Regions from separate parts of the Mus musculus genome. Here region 1 is linked to region 2. The links are chromatin contacts, called in public promoter capture Hi-C maps. All regions are on one chromosome and are shown on one strand. Each heading gives the region's core, a stretch centred on a gene start, on an enhancer-like site or on the middle of the called end of the contact. The rest is flanking DNA. Distances are from core to core; before and after follow the strand shown.

Evidence for each region. Promoter capture Hi-C pulls out the DNA fragments that hold promoters and counts their contacts.
Region 1: a contact with region 2 is called in a promoter capture Hi-C map of the C10 cell line, with 2.3 times the contacts expected there. The contact joins the promoter of 2700070H01Rik here to the promoter of Gucy1b2 in region 2. A contact is called at or near these places in 3 of 39 promoter capture datasets (the C10 cell line, embryonic stem cells and liver) and 1 of 9 other capture datasets (adipose tissue).

Annotation. Positions count from the first base shown.
Region 1 is chr14:63,052,510-63,057,379 of GRCm38.p6, forward strand. It overlaps 2700070H01Rik (RIKEN cDNA 2700070H01 gene), which reads left to right and starts at 2,564. Exons shown (of 3, transcript NR_046019.1): 1 at 2,564-2,597; 2 at 3,258-3,443; 3 at 4,115-4,870.
Region 2 is chr14:62,454,846-62,460,222 of GRCm38.p6, forward strand. It overlaps Gucy1b2 (guanylate cyclase 1, soluble, beta 2), which reads right to left and starts at 1,444. Exons shown (of 17, transcript NM_172810.3): 1 at 1,231-1,444. The coding sequence starts at 1,353. Gm41172 (a long non-coding RNA gene) reads left to right here and starts at 1,622. Exons shown (of 3, transcript XR_874685.1): 1 at 1,622-1,712; 2 at 2,783-2,861; 3 at 4,153-4,335.

The sequences.
Region 1 (4,870 bases), core at 1,314-3,813, 600 kb after region 2:
GTGCTAGCATTAAAGGTGTGCGCCACCACTGCCTGGATAACATTTGTCTTCTCGGTTACCTTACTCAGAGTAATGCATTCCAGTTTCATCGTTTTTTTTTTTTTCCTGCTAATTTCATTTTCCTTTGTGTGTGAATCACATTTTCGTTATTCATTCATTCAATGGACATATAAGTCGAATCCATTTCTTTGTTAATGTTTTTGGAATTATTTATTTATATGAGTACCCTGATGCTGTCTTCAGACACACCAGAAGAGGGTGTCAGACCCATTACAGATGGTTGTGAGCCACCATGTGGTTGCTGGGAATTGAACTCAGGACCTCTGAAAGAACAGTCAGTGTTCTTAACCACTGAGCCATCTCTTCAGTCCCCCAAATTCATTTCTTAATGACTCACACAATATTTCTAATCTTCGAAACACCCAGCTAGATCATCAGATATTCCTCATTCAGAGTTGGGTCACATAACCACCATCCAAAAGACAGTGAGGCGAATCAAAATGTCCCCATGTTCGACTCACCTGCACAGATAAACAAACAAACAAACAAACAAACCTCTTCTCAACAGTAAACAACAAAAGACAACACATAGAACAAGGGTAACAAGGAACAGGCCAACACCTGTGAAGATGGCTTTAAACTTTGAAGAAGGAATCAATAAAAGATGTTCAAGGATGCAAAGATAAAGACATCTAATACAGCATCCTGGTCACCTCCTTCCTGTCAACTTTAAATATGAGTGTAATCCCACAAAATCTTTGAATCACGCAGACTGAACCTCAAGCTCCTTAATAAAGTTTTTAAATAAGATTGTCATCAGAAATTCAGAAGATGAGGAGTCCGCCTAAGTCTCCTCCTAGATATCCAAGCCTTAACCAAGGAAGCCGATAACAGGACGTGACCAGCTGCATTGACAAGCAGCAGAGGAAAGACAAGGACCTTTCAATTAATAGGACCAACAACAAGTCATTCGGTCAGTAGGGACAACAATACATTGTTCATTAATTAGGGATGCCGCTCTGAAATAATAAGGCTGGTGGCTCATGCAGACCTTATCCCAGAATAAACTCAAAATGAATCAGAGATAGGAAATTATAAAGAGGGAGCCATAGGATTGCTTTATCATCATTTTACCTGAAATAGAGCACAAATGGCATTTTAGGAACTAGTAGGCTACATCAAGTGAATCGTTCTTCCCATGGAAAAGGCAAGAGGGAAAATAACCAGAAACACAACAAATAATAAATTCTTAGAAGCTGGTTAAAAGTTTCAAGTAAAATCTTTCAAATGTTAATTTTAGAAAGTCCTTGAGATTACTTCTATGAAGATATGATGTGTGTGTGTGTGTGCATTTGCATGTGTGTATGTTCGAGTGAAATGTGGGTGGTGTGTGCATGCATGTGCGTGTGTCTGTGTGTGTGTTGTGCATGTGCATGCTACAACCCATGTGTGGAGGTCAGGAGACAGCTTTGTCGAGTTGGTTTCTTTTTTTCCCTTCCCTTCTCTCTTTGTACATAGGTTCTAGGAGTGGCGCAGAGATGACCCTGAGCTGTCTCACTAGCCCAATATTGGAGTGCTTTTAAATGGAACACACCCAAGCTAAAAAAAAACCTTCTGCTACTCACAACGCAGCATTGTAGGCAACCTCCCAGACAAAACAATGGGGAAGAGAAGCTGGGCGCAACAGTAACCCCACGGACTGCCACTCACTTGAATTTTAAGAACATGGCACTGTGTCCAAAGCAGGGAAGGGGCTGTTTCTGGTGGGTGAGTGAGGAGGAAGAGGATGAAGAAAGTGTTGAGAACACTCTGGGAACCTGTATATGAACCCAAACATTTTAAGAGCCCCTCAATCCACTTGCACACAGAAGACCTGTCATCCACAATATTTCTTAATGAGTTCTTGGGCCTCATAGACACATTGGGAGCTTTTAATCAGTGAGTGGAGCTAGGAAGTGGGTCACATCATCCCAGAAAAAAAAAAAAAAAAAGTAACTAACAAGCTTTCCTGGGTAGCCTCTGAAAACCCCAAAGAGCTGGAAAGGCCTCCTAGGATAACAACAAATGCTGGAAGTGTTTCAGAATAGCAGCACAGATGTCCGGGGGAGCATAATTGTTCCTTCTGCGTGTGGTAGGCTAGTTCAGGGTCCAGTCAGAGCTCACCAGACCCCTGAGAGAACCAGGAAAGAGGCTAGCCCAGCCTTTCAGTTGAGCTCCCATTTTCTCTTCCAGACCTCAAGCATGGGCTGCCTGGCCACTCCCTGCCCTCTGAGTCTCTTCTCATCATTCTCAGAATGAGGCACTGTCCAGACAAGACCCAGGCTGTCCACCCTGTGGCGCCAGCAAGCGGAGAGCAGACAGCAGGGCCCCTGCCTCCACCACCTCCCTTCCCCTGGCACCAAAACAAATGACCTCATCTGAGGAACCAGCTCCTATCAGCCACCAGCCTCCCTCCAGGCCAGCAGAGGGATCAACGGGAGGGGAGGAGGCTGGCCCTGGGCTCTGCCTACTTTGGCACAGACCTGGTTCTGCGGAGCATCAGCTGCCGCCTTTAAATCAGGGAGGCTTCGGCTTTGTTCTTGGGTCCTGGATACTGGGTGAGCCCTACTCCTGCATGTAGCCCCCCCCCCCCCCCCGACGTCTCCCTCTGTGCTATCCTTGGGTACACATAACTACAAAGGACAGCCACCACACAAATAGCCAACGAAGGACTGAGGAGGCTCTGTGTATGCATGTGTGCATGCATGCATGCTTGCATGCGTGTGTGCTTGTGAACAGCCTCAGGTATTCATTCTTGGTTTTAGACACTACTCAGTGGCCTGGAACTCAGCAAGAAGGCTACACTGGCTGGCCACCAAGCCCAGGGATCCACTGCCTCTGCCTTCCAGGGGCTAGGGTTGCACACATATACACCACCTGACTTTTTGTGGTTATCATGGTTTTGGTTTGTATTGATTGATTGATTGGTTGGTTGATTGCACGGATGATTCTGGAGAGTCCACAGTGCCTTTACTCTGTGCAAGAGAGTCATTTCACCCAGTCCAGAAATGGAAGTCTAGGATTCTAACTGTGCCAGGGCCCCATCACCCCCTGTTCTGCCCTGGCACTGCAGTGGTGTGGTAGAGGCCTCCTATAGGTGATGGGGTGGCAGCCATGTCCCACCAGATGATGTGACTGACATGGTGGCTTTGATATCAGTATCTTTTTCCAATCTGGTTCAGCATTTAATGATGGTGCTCATGATGTTGTCTACCCAGGGGCAGACTCTCGAGACTTCCACAACATGTGACCTTCAGCAAAGTCTTAGAACACTTCTAGACCTCAGCAAGTAACCTACGAGAGGCGGTTATGACTGGTCCTGTCTTCAAGCTAGGCTGCAAGAGTCAAGTGGCAACTGAATCAGTGCATCATGCCCAGCATGGAGGAAGCCATCAGTCATCCTGGTCAGTTATCAAGATCCACAGGGTGGTGGCCTCGGAAAGTGTGCGGCTCCATCTGACTTCTCTATCCCAGTCAGTCTGACTGCACCTCCTGTTGAGTGTGTGAATAGGGGCCCAGTGACCTTCCCAAAGGTGGCTGGCATCCCTGTATGCTGGATCGCAGGACCCATTTTGGTCTTTCTGTCCTTGCCCAGGCTAGTATACACAGTGATTATGTATGCATTGCAAGCACCTTATTATTAGAAGAGAGCAGGGGTGTGGCTAAATCGGTAGAGTGCTTGCCTAGCACACAGGAAACCCTGGGTTCCATTCTCAGCACTGCATAAACGGTGCTGCTCAGTGCTGTAATCCCAGCACTCAGGAGATGGAGGCAGGGGAATCAAGTAAGTTCAGGCTAGCCTGGGATAGCTGAGACTAAAAAGAGGGGGGGCGGGGTGGAGGAGAAAGTGGAAAAAGAAGAGAGAAGGAGGAGAGAAAGGACTAGAGAAAGTAATCGTTAGACAAGAGGTGGATTTTGTTCAGCATCAGGGAAGACCTGTATCAGGTCTCTCTCCCCTGGAGGGCAGCAGATGAAGAAGTGCTACCTTGGATGTTCCCCTAAGTAAACAGAGTCCCCAGCCATTCAGCCCCAGTGTCTGCAGAGACCCCAGCACAGTGACGTCTCTTCTCCACAGGGATCACCATTGGTTGGCCTCTGCACCATGGGATAGATGATCGGACACTAACCTGAGGCAGAAGGAAGGGCCCTGGAGGATCTCTGTCACTCCCCAGAGCCTGCACTCTTACCAGCTCCTGAATGCCCACAGGGGCTTCCTGTGATTTTTGCCATGCTTCGCTTCTGTATCCTGCCTTCAGCAGGTACTACCCTCCCCCACCATCATACTCTGCTGGGGAAGGGATTGCTGAGAACAGCAATCGCCCAAGGACACACAACTACTGTACATGCTAAGTGTTCTGCCCTTATAGAAATACAAGGAAAAGAAACCCTCTTAATGTTTCCCCTCCACTATCCGTATGTGTCTTGGGGTTGTACTGTGTTAGAATGTTAGATTTTCACAACTGCTTTTTGAATTGCTGACTTGGGTTACGCTAAAAAAAAAGAAAGAAAGAAAAAAGAAAAAAAGTGGGTGTTTTAGTCATCATCCTATTGCTGTAGAGAGAGACCCATGACTACAACAACTCTTATAAAAAGAAGCATTTGCTGGGCGTGGTGGCGCATGCCTTTAATCCCAGCACTCAGGAGGCAGAGGCAGAGGCAGGTGGATTTCTGAGTTCGAGGCCAGCCTGGTCTACAAAGTGAGCTCCAGAACAGCCAGGGCTCTACAGAGAAACCCTGTCTCAAAAATAAAAAAAGCAAAAAATAAAATAAATAAAAAGAAGCATTTAATTGGAGCTGGCTTACAGTCTCAGAGGATCAGTCCATTATCAGC
Region 2 (5,377 bases), core at 194-2,693:
TTTCCTGGCATCTCTGTCCTTGACTTTTTCCAGTGTGTTTGTTCCTGTCTTCACTGGCTGGCTCCAGCTATGCTCTGGAGAGGCCAGACCCTCAGAGACACCAGGACTGAGGGAAGCTGCCTCTTCACTCCAGAAGAGTGATTTTGTGTACTTGCAAAAGCTAGAAGACTCTGTGCTGATTCTCTGTGGAGAGGACGTGTGGTCCTGAGAAAATGTCTCCAAGATAGATGATTTCCATAATTATGCTTCCCAAACCTTCCCACCACATTCAGCTGACAGCTCTTTCGGCCCTGCCAAGTGTACTTGCTCTGATCCCCCCCTCTTACAGCCCTCAGCCCCCTCCCCGCTTTTACAAACACACACAAACACTCATGCTCACACTTCACAATAAGCAAATGGTTAAAAAAAAAACCAACTCCCTCTTTCTTTTTCATGAAGCAGATGGTAGGTCTCAGGAACTTGGTGGAAATTAGGCTTTCTGATTTTCTAATAAATTTTAGCATCTCACATAAGAAGCACGAGCTCATTTTCATTCTGATGTTAAGTACCATATGGCCCATCATCCAAGGAACGTGGCAGCTTCATACCCAGAGTGATGTGGAAGGGAGGAGCGTCCCTATGAGGCCAGTGTGTATAAACCAATCGGATTCCAGGGTGAATGCCTTTTGATAATAATATTGTATATGGCAGAGGACTAATTATCCCTCTTTTATGGTATGTGTTAATTTTCTCTGCCAGTTTCCCTAATTACAACTGCCACCCAAAGGACTACTCTTTGTAAATACTCTGTAAACATTTGAAAAGACACAGACAGCGTGTGCATGAGGAAGGCTGTCCCTGGCTTTCGAAGCTGTCTGCAAGATTAGCTGGCATCTCGTAGGTTTTTCAGATGCATTAGCAGCTGGGGAGGACTTGTTACTGTATGGGAAGACACCCCTCCGTTCCCATGACATCACGGGCTTCCCTGTATATTCTGGGATCATTGTTTTGAGAGACCAGTTTTTTGGCTTTTTGGGGGGTTGAGAGGGTTTTATTATTTTGTTTTGTTGTTTTGTTTGTTTGTGACTTCCTTTGTTGCTCTGAAGTGAATAGTCTCACAAATTACGGCAAACATATATGCTAGCATAACTCATACCCAGATATAAATGGAGTGTCTGCATTGTCCAGCAAGTTCCCTTGGTGCCCCTATTCAGCCACCCCCAACCTCTCCCACTGCGCTCCTCACTGTACCTGTAGATGGGTTCGCTTGCTCCTAAACTCCGCTCGCAGAGGCTCATACAGCACACCGTCTGCTGTGTCTGACATTTTAACTTTTAGCGTATACTCAGCACACAACACTTCAGACATCACCATCCTTTCAATTAGACAGGTGTTTGTAAATACAACCTCATCACACACACACACACTTCTGATTACATGTAAGCTGACCCAGCAAGACAGACTTAGCATCCTGTGCGATGAGAAACAAGCTTTCATTGTTTAGAGGATACCACATGCTTAAATAAGCTTTAGCTATTGGTTAAGGAAGCAATGCTGGACAAGGCATCTCGCAGGGGCAAGGATCTGCGCGGGCGGAGAAGTCCCACCCTTCTCTGGTTTGACTGACTGTTTTCCCTTTGCATCTGTGTAGCATTGTACGCTATCTGATTGACTCCCCTGGCGTGGCTAACATCTCACTGACAGGTGGCTAAGTGGGGATAAGTGGGCTAAAGGTAAGGCTGGGGTAAAAGCCAGGCTTTCCAGCCAGTCACCATGGGACTGGCTATTGGCCTTGCCATTTGGAACACTGGGGAGGGAAACTGTTCTCCATAGTAGACTGAGCAACAGGGCAAGACCCTGTCTTTAAAAACAAAACAAAATGAAACAAGAGTGTCGGGAGAGCAGCGTTGTGATTGGTGCTTGTAATCTCTAGGACAGCTGAGGCAGGGGAATGGGGAGCTCAAGGCAGTAAGACCCGTTCTCAGAAACAAACAATAATTATTAATAATGATGATAATGATAAATACAGTCTGAAACAAAGGCTCCACATTTCTTCCAGACCTATCTCAATAGTTATTAATTCAGCATGCAAAAGTCAGAGGAGCCAATCCCAGAAGACAGTCCATCCCCCTAAACAGCCACAGCGGACAGCCGTGCTTTAGACCCATCACAACAGCTACGGAAATCATTTGCTTTTAACCACACGCTGCGCAGTACTGGGTCCCGCACATTCCTCCTGGTTTAGGATAAATCACACAAAACTGCTGGGTTTTCACCAGTGGGTGTGAGCAATGTCATTAGATTCTACGTAATTTCCTTTCCTCCTTACTGTGACCCTGTAAAGTTGGTCCTCTTACCATTAACTCCCTCGAAAGACAAAACAGTGGTGCAGAGAAACCAGAGGTTTTCTTGTAGCTGCCACACTGCAGCAGCTTAGTGAATCAAGTGATATCCCTTTTCTAGGAAAGTCAATAATACTTGACTCTTTCAAAAATAAATGAGATGGATGGATGGATGGATAGATGGTAGATAGATAGATAGATAGATAGATAGATAGATAGATAGATAAAAGCTCTCTCAATCAGGTACACTGGAAGATGGAGTTTTGATTTGCATGTGGACCGGGACTTGGGCACTTACTCCTTTCATTTCGCATCAGCGCCTTCGCTTGGGATCCAGAAAGCCAGAAAAAACATAGGCTTTTTCCACAGTGAGGACGTTCACCCACGAGCCCAGCTCGCCTCCAGGCGGCGTGAACCTGCTCTACCTCATCCTCTCTTCAACTTGCTTTTTAAAATTTCAGTCGGTGGCCGACCAGGAATTGTTGGACGCGAAGCGCCATCGTGTGGCCAAAGTTATGTATACCTACAGATCCTAGTAAGGTAAGGGCGATTGATGTTCATAAATCTAAAAGCATTGTGATGTGCAGGGGCTCATTTGAGACCAAATTCAGTCTCTTTCGAGTTTAATTGAATCTGATTTACTTGATAAAGAAGAAATCAGGTGACCTGATTGCAAACAGGTCACACTGTACTTTGCAAACAACTGGTTGGCACTTGAATGCAGATGCTTTGAAAACCTGAAAAATGTTAGCTGCAATAGTGACCACGCCCACTGTGCCTCAGCTGCTGCTGTGAGGACTCCTGCTTCTGCTCAGACCTGATTCTACATCGGGAGCTAGATCCAGGAGCATCATCTACAGACAGGGAGGTGGCGGTCCGGGAGGGGACAGGCCTGTGACTTTGGGGGTGGGGTGGGGTATTTTCATCACAGTGTCTTCCTGAAAGTGATTTTCTTAAATCATTCTTCTTCCAGCAGCGCTTAGAAAAGCATTCTTAGAAAGTTTCTTCCACTACTGTTTTAAGTGTGTGACAAAATGAATAGCCTAGGTGATAATTAATATGCCTTCATTATAACCAGCTAATGATGACTATGGGCCCTGCACTCTGACAGGCAGTGATCATCTAATTATCACCTCAGCACTCTAAGTTAGAACGTTACAGCTGTGCATGTGAGGTGCACTGACGTTCCAGCATCATTACAGAACAGAGAGTCTGAGTCCAGCCTGGGTCTTATCTCAGGCAGACAGCGAGGCCAATGATGCCAGGCATGTTGGCACACATCTTTAACCACATCTTTAAGGCAGAGGCAGGATCTCTCTGAGTTCTAGGCCAACCTACTCTGTGCATTGCATTCTACACCTATCAGCTACATAATGAGGCTGTCTATAAAAGGGGGAGAGAGGCTAGAGGGATGCCTCCACTCACTGTCCTAGCATAGGAACCAGGTTTTAGAGCTAGCAGCTACATTAGGTGGCTCACAACTATTTCTATCCCCAGCTCCAGGGGGATCCGGTGTCCTCTGCCTCCCTAGGCACCTGCAGACACAAGGTCCACATAAACTCATGCACACACACACACACATGTATGTATAAACACATACGTATTTTAATTGAAAATAACAGAGCTAGGCATAATGGTTCAAAGTCATAATCTAAACTATTAGGAGATCGTAATGATAATAATTGTAATAACAACAACAATAGTAAAGTATCATGATTATACTAGCTTCATATTTGGGATAAATAAGACCTTACGTGTCCTCAGCACACCCACAATGCTAACTGCTTGCTTTTCATTCATCTCTCACATCCATCTTGCTCTTCTGCTCCAGGATTCACCGCAGTCCGTGTCGGGCATCTCTGATCACTCTGCTCGGCATTCGCGTCTCATGAATGAATTTAAGCTCTGAGTTGCTTCGATCCTGCCTCACAGCCTCCGGCACAGAGCATGCGCAATACAGCCTGTCTTAGTTAGGGTTTTATTTCTGTGAACAGACACCATGACCAAGGCAAGTCTTATAAAAAGCAACATTTAATTGGGGCTGCTTACAGGTTCAGAGGTTCAGTCCATTATCATCAAGGTGGGAGCACGGCAGCATCCAGGCAGGCATGGTGCAGGAGGAGCTGAGAGTTCTACGTCTTCATCCAAAGGCTGCTAGTGGAAGACTGACTTCCAGACAACTAGGGTGAGGATCTTATACCCACACTCACAGTGACACAGCCATTCCAACCAGGTCACACCTATTCCAACAAGGCCATACCTCCAGATGGTGCCACTCCCTGGTCCAAGGATATACAAACCATCACACAGCCTTAGCCCGAATCCCTCTCTTTTCCCCAGACTCTTTACACAGTGATGCCCCTTGCTGTCTCCAGACCTTATCTGAGTTCTTCACTTTGTTCATTCAGACCAACTGTCCATCAAGCCATCTACAAGGTGTGATTAGTGAGGTTCCAAGCACTGCGGACAGTAGCCCAGGCTACGTTCTCCCTCTTGCAGGTCCAAGTGAAGTGGGGCGTGTTGGTGTGTGAGTGGACGAACTCAGGTTAGGTCGCTGTGAGCACAACCAGAGGACACCTGCTGGTGAGCTAGAGAGTGGCGCTCACTGGTGTGACTGCAAGCTAACCATGGAGAACGAGAGGAGAGAGGAGACCGGTAGAGTCAGAAAACTTGCTCCAGCCAGCCTTCTGCGACTAACTCAGACTTTCCTGTGACAAGTCTTTGGTGACATCTTGTGATACTGGACGCGTATGGTTGAAAAATGAATTCTCCCCCATCCCCCAAAGATGCTCACTTAACCCCAGAACCTAGGAGCAGTACCTTGCCCGACAATAGAGACCCTGATTATTTGGTTAAATGAAAGATTTTTGAGATGGATTGAGTATCCTGAATTATCCAAATGGGAGGGACTGATATCATTGCAAATGTCCTTATAAAGAGAAGGCAGAGGTCAGCTGGAACTCTGAGGAAGCAAGAGGCTGGGGTCATGCAAGGAAAGGCCACTAGCCAAGGAATGCCAGCATCCCCAGAGGCTAGGGAGGGTTTCAGAAGGAACA